Regions from separate parts of the Oryctolagus cuniculus genome. Here region 1 is linked to region 2. A link is a contact called in public Hi-C data. All regions are on one chromosome and are shown on one strand. The core of a region is the stretch at or near the end of the contact, and the rest is flanking DNA. Distances in the headings are between cores, read along the strand shown.

Region 1 (6,771 bases), core at 1,872-4,371, 200 kb before region 2:
TGCTATCACAAACCTTTCTAAAGAGGTGGACAGCCCAGAAGGCTGTATCTAGAGAATAGTACAGGAGAGTTAAAATACAAAGTTCCTACCCCAGCTTTCCATTAACTTGCCAATGTATAAAGCCTTGCTTTTGAAGATTATTTCTGGCCAAAGCCAGAAACTCTATCCTACTCTCGTACGTGGAGAGTAAGAACCCAAGCATGTGGGCCACCTGCTGCTGTTGCTTTCTCAGGCACATTAACAGGGAGATGGATCAGAAGCAGCTGGGACTCAAACTGACACTCTGATGTAGGATGCTGGTGTTGCAAAAGGCAGCTTAACCTGCTATGTCACAACTCCAGCCCCTAGGCTTGCCTTGAAGGGTTGTGTGTGGAATAAACCTTGCTACAGCTCTGCCCAGACCACCTGCCATCCTGGTCTGGAATGCAGTGTGTAAGTTCCCTTAATAAACTCTTGTATTCCTATATGGCGCTTCCCAATTCAATTTTTCAGTCTCAGGATTCCTGCTCAGTTTGGGAGACATGACATACTCTGCCATGACAAATTCTGCCTACCAGACACTCAGAGAAAGGCGGGGAGGAGGTGGGGTTCAGGTAGAATGGAGGCTGAGAACAGGAGATGAAGCAAAATGAACAGATGGAATACAAGAAAAACTTCTAACTTGTTCAATGGGCTCCATCCCCCGAATCTAAAAGTATGTAGAAACAGTCATATTCTTCCTTTTCTGTAAAAAAATTTCAAAGATGGTTTCCATCCCAGTCCCACTTTATTAGCTGCTCTACTTGCTTTCAATTAAGAAACAAAGATGCTGCTGCCCCCTCACCTATGGATGGTAAACACAACCTGACTCCCTAACAAGCCGTTCCTCTGATTAGCAATAAAGGGCCTTTCTGGGACCGGCAAGTGGGAGTTTTAGGGAAACCCAGCGAGACAGCCAGCCAAAAGTCAAGCAGAGGAAAACCAACTCCTACAGTAGTCATATCCACACCACAGGAATTAGGCATTTCAGCCAAACACGTACAGGAGTCGGGAGGAAGGAGAAAGGAAGCCTGAAACACTTGCGTTTCTGGGTCCTCACCAGGGAAACACAATAAAATGTTTGCCTGTGTGGTCAGTCTCCCTAGTGTGAGGTAGAACGAGAAAGGCAGAGCCGGGGGCCGGAAGGGGTCTCCCATTCCCTCAGGAGTCCCTGACCCGAGAAGGTCCCTCTGTGTTCTCCGAGGGGGGCGCAGCTCCGAAGATCTTGGCAAGGAGCCCTCGGTTGGAGCGCGCCTGGTCCTGGACTGCAGCCAAGCGAGCCCGCTCACGCCCTCCTGGCCGCGCTGCCTTCCGGGCCCTCAGCTCCTGCTCAGTGGGCCGCTGGGCAAATGCCCAGGAGCCATCTGGTCGGGTAGGGTCCCCATCAGCAGCAAGGAAGCGCTGTCCTCGCTCCACACTTCGAAGATAGAAGTCAGTCTCCCGCTTGGCTTGGGCAACCTCTGCTCTCAGGCGCTGCCTCCGTACTTGGCGCTCAAAGGCAAGGTGTTCACTGAGGTGGGACCAGGTGAACCGGTGCAGGTACTGTGGGCAGGAAGAAAAGGAGAGATCAAGGAGAAGAACTGGGAGACAGACAGGCGGACAGCTTGGCACGTGGGCCAATCCTCACCTTGAGATTCCACAGGTCATAACGGAACGGGCTGCGCTTGCGGGCACCCATGGGCGTGTTGTGCAGACTGGCCGCCACGCGCTTGGCTATGCGCTTGTCCCGAAACTCTACCCAGCCTTCGGTGTAGTCTTTGCTGTACTTCGACCGCTTTTTTCCTCCTGTGGCCGCTGCTGCTGCTTTTTTCTTGCGTCTCACGAACCGATCTGCGTACCAAAGACAGAGCTGAGCTCGGGACTCGGCACCCCAGACGCGCCTCCCACTGGCCGCGCCATTCTCTTAGCTCGCCTACGGGGTACCCCCTCACAGTCTCTGGAAAGAATGAACTGTGAGATACACTCTGCCTCACACACCCTTTCCTTTATCTAGATCAACACTTCCTCAAATGTCACTCCTTAGGTCTGCCCTGCACGCTACCAAAAACTTGTACAGGGGCCGGCACTGTGGCGCAGTGGATTGAACCCCTGGCCTGCAGTGCAGACATCCCATATGGGTGCAGGTTCGAGTCCCGGCTGCTCCACTTCCGATCCAGCTCCCTGGATTCAGGGAACCAGCTCCCTGGATCGTGTGCCTCGGAGGGCAGTGGAGGATGGCCCAAGTCCTTGGGCCCCTACACCCATGTGGGAGACCCGGAGGAAGCGCCTGGCTTCAGATCAGCTCAGCTCCGGCCACTGCAGCCATTTGGGGAGTGAACCAGTAGATGGAAGGCCTCTCTCTGTCTCTCTTTAACTCTTTCAAGTGGCTAAAATAGGAAAGTTCCTGATGTTTTTATTCCAACTGCACTATCGCTCAGCGCATCAGTAGGCACAGAAGTAGGCGCACACGAGATCGGAACCCAAAGGCCGCAAGCCCAGAACTAAGGGGCCAGTAGGCCCGCCCCCCGCCCCGCCCGCTCAGAGATCCCATTCCTACGATGCACCAGGCCAGCGCCTCGAGAGTTCACAGAGCGCGCCCGCGCTCCTACCTTCCGCCTGAAAGAACACGCGTCCGACCTCTCCGTAGGCGCTCAAGAGGTTGCGCACGTGCAAGGGACGGAAGCGCGGCGGGACGTGGCCCAAGTATACAATTCCCGGCACCACCCGCTTCTTCTTGCTGCGGCCCGTTTCTGTGGATTCCTCCTGGTCCTCTTCCTCCTCTAGTTCCTGCTCCGTCCCTTCTGGCGGATCTGGTTCCGTGGCTGCCTTCTCCGACTCCTCCACCTCCATGCTGACAGAGACAGGGAGCACGACAGCCGTAAAGCGCCGTGGCGATTACGCACTCGTCGTGCGACGACGTGCTACGAGGGGCGGGACTGGGGCGGTGACTACGCAATGAGCGACAGCTTGCCGCGAAGGGCAGGGCGAGGAGATGACAACAATGAAAAGACTGAGGGACGGAAGCTGGCCCAAGAGGGCGGATTTGAGGGTGTCAGGTCAGAAGTGAGAGTTGAGCTGGGGGAAGGATGAAAAATCGGGAGAGCGGAAGTGACGCCTCTCCAGAGGTGGGGTGACGGAACCGGAACCGGAAATAACGTTACGAGAACGACGTAACACGCCCGGTTGAACGCCCTGAAGAGGCGCGGGCGAGTGAGGCAGGGCTCCGGGAAGTTCGCGGGGCAGTATTTGCCGAGTTTCTTTGTGCCCTAACGATCGAAATAACATTTTATACAAAGAACCCGGATATGGTGTCGGTGACGGATAACTCATCTTTGTAAACTTCGATTTTCAATGTAAAACTAAGAGTTTTGAAGTCTCACATGACAGTATTGAATGTTTTGAATGTTTGAAAATGTGGTTTAACGTTGCAGATGTTTAGATTTACTTTCGAAATTTTAGACAGTTTAACGACTTTAAATTTGATTTTGTGAATGTCTGAAGTAAGTGTGCGTGCGAATTATTTGAAGAACTTGGCTTGTTCCTTATGTGTGTGTGATAGTCCATGTGTGCGTTTCTGTCACACGTATTCGTCAGGTCACCCAGGCCAGCCCGGTGCGGTTCAGCCCTCCTGTCCCAGGTCCTACCCGGCGGCCCCGGCGCGACCGCGCTTCCCGACACCCAGACCCGGGCAGGGCCCCCGGGGCGCCCCCAGGACGCGCCCTGACGACGCGTGCTCGGTGGGAGCAGAGTGACGCCCAAAGGCGCCTTTCAGTTTTTCGTCAATGCGCGACGCCCTTGATGGGGGCCCCAACACTAGTTTTGCATCCCGACTTGAGCCCAGAGGGACAGAGCGGGGGCAAACACGTCCCCACTTAAAAGGCCCCAGCTCCCTTCCAGAGATCCTGTGCATTTCTCGCTTCGCCGCCTGCACGTGCGTTCATTTTAAGGGAGGCAGCTCTTCCCCCGTCCTGTGTGTGTGTGTGCGGGGGTGTTGGTGGCAGTGCGTGGATGCGGTTCCCTCCTCATCCTTTAACACTGCCCTGAGAACAGCGCTGGGCGCCAGATCGCTTCCTGGCTGTGCAGAAAGATCCCGGGCGGGGCGGGCGCGTGCCGGGAGCAGACGGTGCCTTTAAAAAAAAACTCCGAATGCACGCAGGCGCTAGGTGATGAGAGGCGCAGCGCTGCTTAAAGTCTCTTCAGTACTCACCAGGATAGCACAGAGCCCCAAAGGCCAGCCCTAAACCTCTGGTGAAAATTGGGAGCGAACTCCCTTTGCGCTTCGCGTAGCACACGCGTCTTCGCAGCTGAACCCGGTGGGCCGGGGGCTCCGGGTATACTCGGGGAGCGGGAGAGGCGTGCCGTGTTTCTGTGGGGCATATTTTATACACGTAAATAATAAAGGTCTGCGAGTTTGAGCGATAAGCATCCAAGCATCCTCGTTACTGCTGCTCTGTCTTTGTGGTTCAAAACTGTTGTCCTTCGAGCCGGATTCGAACCAGCGACCTAAGGATGGCTGATTTCACGCCACTACAGTCCTCCGCTCTACCAACTGAGCTATCGAAGGACACGTGAGGGTGGCGCTTACAACACCTGAGATAATGGATGGCCTGATGGTTTTTAGTTTTGTATTCACGCGCGCTTCGGAAAATAGGGCCAACTGTAAGGCAGTGTTCCCCCACACTGGAATTTCTATACATTTATCTGAGTACCGTGTTTCCTAGCGTTATAAATATGAAAAATCCATTGGGTTGTATACATGAGACATTAGGTGATTTGTGTATATTCCATAAATGAAAGCCCTCCGCGATCCCTTGTCCCCCTCTAGATACCGCATAGCTAGGGACAGGCTCTGCGCTGTGGCTGATGTCCTGTGCGGTCCACCTCCTCCTTCCTCTCAAAACTGCCTGGTTGTCCCGTAAATTCTGTAGTTGTTCTAGGTACAGACAGCTGGGTTGAAGAGGATTCCGGGGTTGTAGAGCACTGTCTGTATTTTCATACCTTTGCTATAAGTCAATTAGGAAATGGTGCAGCTTAACAACTAGTAAAATTTCCCTGTGAATCTTAACATATTGTTAGGCTTTATTTACTTCTTTAGAAACTTAGAGATAGAAAGACTTAATACCTAATCCAGTATTCCTGGAAACCAGAACTCCTAACTCGGTAAAGCCTCAGACAAACCGATGGCCCAAACACAACGCATGGATATGAGTTATGGGATTGGGCTGATTTTCTTTTCCTCAACCTCCATCCATGGAAAATAGCCGGGAAAAAAAGAGAAGCCACACAAAATTCTGCTCAGCGATGAGTAAGGAGAAAACACGTGTGACCTTGAGCCAGTTTTGAGATGGATAGTGCTCTGAGTTTTGAACTTTCTTGTCTGAGATATGAGAGTGGGAGCGAGCGGCAGGAAGATGAGGGCCTTCGTTCTCACCGTAGTTTTTGTCAGCTCTGATTGCAAAGAAAAAGCAAAAGGACTAAAGGCAGTCTCCGCCGACTTGGAAAGGGCCTGCTGGGGTCGCCCTGCACAGCGTAGGGACAGAATCACTTTCTCTAAAAAAGTGTTTCGCCTTCTCCATTTCAATTTTGATCATCTTGGCCAATTTCACTGAAATTAGAAAATAACATTAAAGCAAACAGGAGGAATTCTCTGATAATGAAATCTCAATAGAAGATGCAGATGTTGGGTGGGGGGCTTTGTGTGAGTTTCCTAAAATGATGGCTCCCTGGCACCTGGAACAGTACCTGGTACCCGGCTCTCCACCGGCCCAGGAGAAAAAGGCAACTACTGCCTTTGTCTTTTTGCAAGGACACCAGCTGTAGACCCGCCATATGTTGTTCACTGCTCTTGTAATATTTACCTTGGAAAAATAACTTGAACACCCTTTGATCAAACTACAGAGCCAGAATAAAACCAAGTGGGCCGCGCCCTCTCCTATCCTTCCGCCTCTGTGTGATGGGGAAAGCCCGACACGTAGTGGGTCTTCAAGGATATCCGAATGTGTTCCTGGGACCCATTCAGCCAACTGATGGAAATTTTAGGGGCGGGGGCGGAGATTGGCGGAAATGCTGCATAGGCCGAGGTTGAACCTCGTTGCTTGAGTAAATTGATTTTCTCCTGGCTTCACCCTCAACCTTCCAGTCCCCCGTTTCAGAAGGTCAAATGCTGTGTTAAGCTCTTGCCCCATTCCCAAGACAGGTGTTTCTGGGGAACCCCGCGCTGTGGCCCAGGCGCACTCCACGATCCTTTACCGCCAGGAGCCTGCACCGCAGCACCAGGTGGGCGGCGTCCAGGGCGGGTGTCTCCCCGCGGCTGCCAGGTCACCGCAGACCTGCAGCTCCGCACGAACTGGACAGTCTGAATTGTCCCGAGTCCGGCCTCACGGTCAGCTTGCAAAGGGGATAAAGCAAGCGAGCGCTGCGGCCAGGTGGGGAATTAGCTCAAATGGTAGAGCGCTCGCTTAGCATGCGAGAGGTAGCGGGATCGATGCCCGCATTCTCCAGTTTTGTGCCTGTCTTTTGGCTTTGCTTCTCCTGCTAAAATCTTAGGGAAACCGAAGCCGTTTAACGACGTCTGCTCATTCCTAACATCGCTGCTTTTTCTTTCAGGACCTGTGCTGAGTTCTGTGGGGGCGCCCGTGTGTTTTGCATATCTGACTTTCGGTTTCTTCCTGGTGGATGGACAGCTCTACCCCTCGCCACATGTGTTCGAGTATTGGATTTTTTTTTTTTTTTTAACTTTCTGTATCTATTTTCCACCGTCAGTTCCGCAACTTT
Region 2 (6,703 bases), core at 3,897-6,396:
GCTAAGTACGTTCCCTTAAGATTTTATATATTTGAGAGGCAGAGTTACAGAGAGAGGGAGAGGGAGATGGGGACAGAGAGAGATCTTCCATCCACTGGTTCACTCCCCAAGTGGCTGAAATGGCCAGAGCTGGGCGGATCAGAAGCCAGGAGCCATCCTATAACTGTAAAATAGGGAGTAGCTGCTTGATGGGGGTGGGGTGGGAGGCATGAGCACCCTGAATGCATTGCCCTGGGACCCCGGGCCCCACAGCGGAAACCACTGTACATTCCTGGACCTCAGAAGCTGAAGAGCAGCACCTCACCCCAACATAGAAGTCATATCTTCCAGTTCTGATTCTTGTTGCTAGCTTTCCACTAGGGCCCTTGAAAAATTCATGGAAAATTAATGTGATGCAAAAAACTGGGTGGACCTCGAACTGTTACCTGCACCAAACTTTTAATTCCATCTTCCCACGAACATTTTGAATTGCCTTCATACTTGCGGCTTCTGTAAATACTTTGTGAAAAGTACCCCTAGTAGCCGCAACCTCCTTTGTCCCTGGGCAGTATCCCCTCAGCGTGGTCACTTGCTCTATGGGACTCTTGCAGGAGGGGCTGCCTGACCTCCCCCAACCCGAGCCCTTGAAGGGGCTCATTAGAGCTTCAGGAAACACCTGTGAGGTCAGCACAGCAAGGCTTGCTAAATTTGCCCCGGGTTATCACATTAACCTCACATTCATTTTGCTTTGTTCCATTTCTCCACAATTTTCTTAAGCCAGCAATCAGTCAGGCTTAATCATTTTTCAGTTTTTTATCTCCTTATTAAGGCTCCCCGGTCAGGTAAAATTGAAATAAATATATATGATATTCTCTTGCTTGCCTTTGGTTAAAAAGGCCCTAACCAATAAATCCAAGATGGGTAAAAAAGATGTTTCCTGCTCCAGGTATGTATGAGGTGTGGGTGTCTGTCTCTGAGATAAAGGGGTGGACATAAAACTTAGCTCATTTGCTAAGGCTGCCACAACGAAACACCACAGCATGGCTTCAACACATTTATTTTCTATCCATGCCAGAGGCTAGAAGTCTCAGGCCAACCCTGTGCGTGGGATTCCTTTCCTCTGGGGTTTCTCTCCTTGGCTTCTGGATGGCTGACTTTCTGGATCTTCCTGACTCTGTGTGTGTCTGTGTCCTAATTCTCTCCTCTTTTAAGAACACTCTTCAGATTGCATTAGGACTCACCCCAGTCACCTCATTTCACATCTGGAAGACCACATCTCTCGGTGCAGTCACAGGCTCAGCTGGTAGGTAGGACCCCACCTACCACAGAAATTGGAGGCAGGGGCCCAATTCACTCCCTAACAGGAAGTCTGCAGATGAAACCTTAAATTCCTGCAGTGACTACGTATCCCACAGGCTTCTCAGCAGGACCAAGATTGCTCTCAGGATCTTCCTCTCAGTGCCCCTCACTCATCCCCATATGAAATCTACTTCCCTTAGCTTTCCCTTTCTGCATATAATAATAATCACACAAAGTTCTGTTGATTCTGCCTTCTCACTTTAATCCTTTCAATACTTGTATTTATTTCAGCTAAAAGTTGAAATGTAGAAATACAAGAATAGGAATTGAATAAAAACAGTCTCTATTTATAATGAAATTTAACTATAAGCAATAATATACCAGGGGCTGGGGCTGTGGCCTAGCAAGTAAAGCCACCTTCTGCAGTGCTGGCATCCCATATGGACACTGGTTCGAGTCCCAGCAGCTCCACTTCTGATCCAGTTCTCTGCTATGGCCTGGGAAAGCAGTAGAGGATGGCCCAAGTCCTTGGGTCCCTGCACCCACGTGAGAGACCAGGAAGAAGCTCCTGGCTCCTGGCTTCAGATCAGCTCAGTCCTGGATGTTGCGGTCATTTGGGGAGTGAACCAGTGGATGGAAGACCTCTCTCTCTCTCTCTCTCTCTCTCTCTCTCTCTCTCGCTACCTCTCTCTGTAACTCTGTCTTTCAAATAAATAAATAAATCTTTAAAAAAAATGTACCCAAAATAAAATATTTGTGAAACAGTATGCTGGGAAAACAAATGGCCAGATAGTGTAATCTCCCTTATAGTGTTTATAGGACTCTTGTACTATATTCTATACACACAGAGTCACAAGAAAAGACAAGACCAAAATCCCAGAAGGATCGCTGCCAAATGTTAATAATCACACAAAGTTCTGTTGATTCTGCCTTCTCACTTTAATCCTTTCAATACTTGTATTTATTTTAGCTAAAAGTTGAAATGTAGAAATACAAGAATAGGAATTGGATAAAAACAGTCTCTATTTATAATGAAATTTAACTATAAGCAATAATATACCATTAGCATTGTTATGTTCATTTGGGTGAAAGGATCAACTCCCCTAAATAGAATTATCTCCAAATTTCACAATGATGTTTTTAAGAAATATAGAGAGCGCTGTTCAAATCTACTTGTCCTATGTTAAGAAAAATGAGTGATTTATTTAACAACTTTTTTTTTAACTTAAGTATGCTCTATGTAGGCTAATTTTTTTGATATGTGAAAATGAGTAGCACAATCTTAAAATATAATTCCTTGATTAGGAGGCTGAAAAATGAGTTTGAAAAACAGAATTGTTTGTGAACCATCTGGTGAATCATGAGTCTAAGCACATGTTTTTCTTTATATAATATTGCTAGGGACCTCAAAGAGGATCAAATGGGACAATTAAGCAAAACAGTGCAATGTGACAGCATAGGGCAGAAAAATGTTAGGAATTCTTAAGGCAACAAAGATAAAAAGACCAAAGGGGCCATGGTTGCCTCTGGTGGGACAACAGGAGATTGAGATTGGGTCAAAGCAGTTATTGGTAATATTTTTTCTAGCTGATTGGCTATTGGACTCCAGCATGGTTCTCACATCATCCTTTATGATTGACACATGATTTAGGATGTTCTTTCACATGCACTTAAAACTATAAATTTAATGGCTAATAAGGAATAACAATGTCAATATATTAGTGAAAAAGTCATTTCACCTCCCACCAAAAAAATCAGTGTCTGTATGCTATTAAATGTTTCTTGAAAATTTGAAAATAAGGAAAGTCAGGGCTGGAATTGTGGCAGAGACCCGGCTGTCCCACTTCGATCCAGTTCCCTGCTAATGGGCCTGGGAAAGCAAAGGAAGATGTTTCAAGTGTTTGGGCTCTTGTACCCTCGTTGGAGACTTGGCAAAATCTCAGGGTTTCTGGCTTCGGCCTGGCACAGTCCCACTATGGCAGCCATTTCCAGAGTGAACCAGCAGATAAAGATCTCCCTCTCTGTAACTCTACCTTTCAAATACATACAACTAAATTTTTTAAAAAGAGAAGTCACATATCACACCCTAAAAATCTGTAGATGTCCAGAAAAGACAAATAAAGCTCTTTGCAAAAATTGTTGCTGATACACAAGGCTGGCTGTGTATGGGAGCCTTCTTCAAATGCTTTCTTTTTGCCGGGGGAGGGAAATACTTTCCATGCATACTGAAGTATTTCATTTTATCAATTTTAAATTTATCAAGATTTATATTCATTTCACTCATTCATTAATCCATTCACTTGTTTAGATGGATTAAGAGCAAGAACCAAGTGAGGAGGGGGCTGACCAGGACAGCAGCAGTGGGAATGGAAATGGTTGGATTCTCTGTTTTCACACTACAGCTGCTGGGACATACGGATAGGTAGGTGTAGAGACTGAAAGGGGGGACAAAAGATAAAAATGACCCCACTAGGACGGGTAGAATTGCCATTCAGGAACTTCAAGAAGAGGAGCTGTTTTTACAGAGGTGGTGGTAGAAATTCCGTTTGAGGCCTGTCAGAGATGTTAATTAAGTTAGCAAGGCCTCAGATTCTGGAGCTCAAAAATATGTAGGATGGTGATTTAATTTTCAGATCATTCAGACATCACCATAGCAACAAGAAAACAAAGTTCAACAGAATCTGATTTGAATTCTTAAAGTCCACCTTCTCTGACAGGAGCAACTGAACTAAGGAACAGACCTACCCGACTTTGAAATCTGTCACAAGATTCAAGGCACCGCACTCCCCTCCTGCGTTGTCAACCTCAAGGCATCATGGTTGTGGTGAGATTATTTGCCTGGAACTGATTTTTCTGCTAGGGCTAGCAGAGCAAATGGAAACACTGCATCCCGCGCCCTAGGATACGCATGAGGGCGCTGCTGGTGGAAACAGCCTTTTAGTGCCCTGTTCTGCTTGGTTTTTTGTTTTTATTCTTCGAGCATACTGAGCTTTTAAAACTGCACTGAATCGCAATAACCACCTCCCCTAGTCCTATCATTAAATTTATTCGTGCTACTTTCAATGGGTTTACGCACAAACCAGCTTTGAAGACATGAGCTAAATAAAGAGAAATGTAGTCTTCGTTACACACCTTACACCTAAGTCTTGAAAAGGCTATCACCAATGGATTGCGCAGCACACAATTCTCCCTTTTTTCTTCTCAGGGAAGTCAGAGCAGACCCCGGCCAGCTTCTCCCTGTATTCTGGTTCTATGTACCTGGTCCCGCCATCTTGGCTGCAGCCAGGAAGCTGGAAAGGCAAGGGCGGTTACACCGGCCGCCTCATGCACTGGTACTTCTGCCCCAGTCAGGCAGTGCACTGGATAATGCACTGCAATAGACCGCATTCACAACCAAGTGGAAACATCACTGCTATCTACACTTAGGAACGCTGTTAGATGCTAGCTCTTTTACAGGAAAATTTGGGTGGCCCTGAAAAGGGCCTTTGGGTGGGGGTCTGGGGCCGCGGGAGCAGCTCAGCCGCCGAAGCCGTAGAGCGTGCGTCCCTGGCGCTTGAGCGCGTAGACCACGTCCATGGCCGTGACCGTCTTGCGCTTGGCGTGCTCCGTGTAGGTGACGGCGTCGCGGATGACGTTCTCGAGGAAGACCTTGAGCACGCCGCGAGTCTCCTCGTAGATGAGCCCCGAGATGCGCTTGACGCCGCCGCGCCGAGCCAGGCGGCGGATGGCGGGTTTGGTAATGCCCTGGATGTTGTCGCGCAGCACCTTGCGGTGGCGCTTGGCGCCGCCCTTGCCCAGGCCCTTCCCGCCCTTGCCACGGCCAGACATCGCTATCAGCTACCAGAACCAACTCAGAAATAGCGACTACCGGCAGAGGTGCTCCCCTTATATGCCCGGAGTGCGGACCTAATTGAAGACGCCAAGCCTGCGCGGGAACGCCCCTTGCGCCTGCTAGCCCCGCCCCTCGCGCCCGGCGGGGATGACGTCACCAAGAACCTTCGCCCGCCATTTTGGCGCGCTCTCGGGGAACTGTGCTTCCCGCCAGTCCTGCCTTCTCAGGACGTCTTTAGGCCGCTTCAGCAACTACGTCAGGAACAGAAACTCAGTTTTTACTGATGTTTGGGACGCTTTGGGTAGTGGCGCGGGAGCGCGGGCGCCCACGGCCTGCAGCAGCGGCCCGGCCTCGTCCCGCCCTGCGCTCGGACACCCGGCTCGCAGGGCCCGGGTCGGCTGAGAGGGCGGAGGGCGGAGGGCGGGAGAGCGCCAGGTCCTCTCCCTCTCGCCTCCGACCACCCGGAACGCTGCCCAGACGGCGAATCGACGTGTGTGGTGGCTGCGTGGCGCGGTTTCTCCCGCGGCGCCGGCGCCGGGCCCCGCTCCCGGCCGTTCCGTCCCTGCCCTGTTTGGTAGGAGCTGCGCTTCTCTATTTAGCCGCCCTCACATCTGCTCCCAATAACTTGACGGTGTGGTGGTGTTTGTTTCTCACCCCAGTGTCTCGCCCGCCTCTGCTTTTGGTTCCGGAAATGGAATATCAGCCATATGGTGCGTAGGGTACTAAATACGGTTTTCTCACTCAAACGATGATAAGAGTTCTATTGGGAAGGCACTACCTTCGGGAAGCAGAGTGGCGCAGCGGAAGCGTGCTGGGCCCATAACCCAGAGGTCGATGGATCGAAACCATCCTCTGCTAAGTTTTCTTTTCTCACTTTCCTACCTAAAATTCCGTAGTTTAATTTACAATAAAGCGTTCGTATATTCTTCGCAAATACAAGTCGTCTTTGGGGCAAGAGTTTCATGATCAGGATTTTACCCGGAAGCCTCTTGTGCGGCCACTGTGGGTAACTTGTGTCTACTCCTTATCCTCTAGTCAAATCTCTACTAGAGTTCTTGTCTATCTTTATTTGTTATAGCTGATATGTTGATTGTTTTATATTTCTCTCAGGATTCCTATTCAGATATTCTGTATCAGTTACTGTGCAAGGAGCTAAGAAAAAGATGCGAGGTAACCTACAGTCTACACCTGCTCTTTTATTTTTTATGTATGCTTTTAAACAAGTAAATGTGTACGGTATAAGGCAGTATTTTATTAAAAGGATTATATGCTCAGTGCAGTAGGTCTATGCCTCAACATGTAGTCGCAGTTGTACATCAATTCCAGGAAAAGACAGAACTCAGGAAAAACAGGAAAGGGATGTGCTCAGGTGAAGGCTACAGGAGACTTTCTTCTCCTGTCTCCACACGTGCTCTTTACCTCCAGTTGTTCACTCTTTGTCTAGCAAAGTCCGCTTGAATGTTGGAATCTGAGTTGTTAACAAGGGGAGACAGTCACAGAGCCAGCCATAAGTGCATATCATGATTTTGTTGTTGTTATTGTTGACTAAATGTGCTGACAGCCTGGTTCATTGTGAGCTACCACTTCAGGTAT

What was found. A called contact is a pair of places that touch in the nucleus more often than the background predicts.
Region 1: a contact with region 2 is called in a Hi-C map of an unstated tissue, with 3 times the contacts expected there. The contact joins the promoter of ABT1 here to the promoter of LOC100346459 in region 2. A contact is called at or near these places in 3 of 6 Hi-C or Micro-C datasets (ear pinna, psoas muscle and an unstated tissue).

The regions. Positions count from the first base shown.
Region 1 is chr5:153,678,177-153,684,947 of mOryCun1.1, reverse strand. ABT1 (activator of basal transcription 1) reads right to left here and starts at 3,121. Exons shown (of 3, transcript XM_002714190.5): 1 at 2,607-3,121; 2 at 1,646-1,848; 3 at 748-1,560. The coding sequence starts at 2,847. The coding sequence ends at 1,180. It overlaps TRNAA-AGC (transfer RNA alanine (anticodon AGC)), which reads left to right and starts at 6,425; the gene lies at 6,425-6,497. TRNAY-GUA (transfer RNA tyrosine (anticodon GUA)) reads right to left here and starts at 4,561; the gene lies at 4,473-4,561.
Region 2 is chr5:153,482,513-153,489,215 of mOryCun1.1, reverse strand. LOC100346459 (histone H4) reads right to left here and starts at 5,146. Exons shown (of 1, transcript XM_017344948.3): 1 at 4,740-5,146. The coding sequence starts at 5,106. The coding sequence ends at 4,795. TRNAM-CAU (transfer RNA methionine (anticodon CAU)) reads left to right here and starts at 5,897; the gene lies at 5,897-5,968.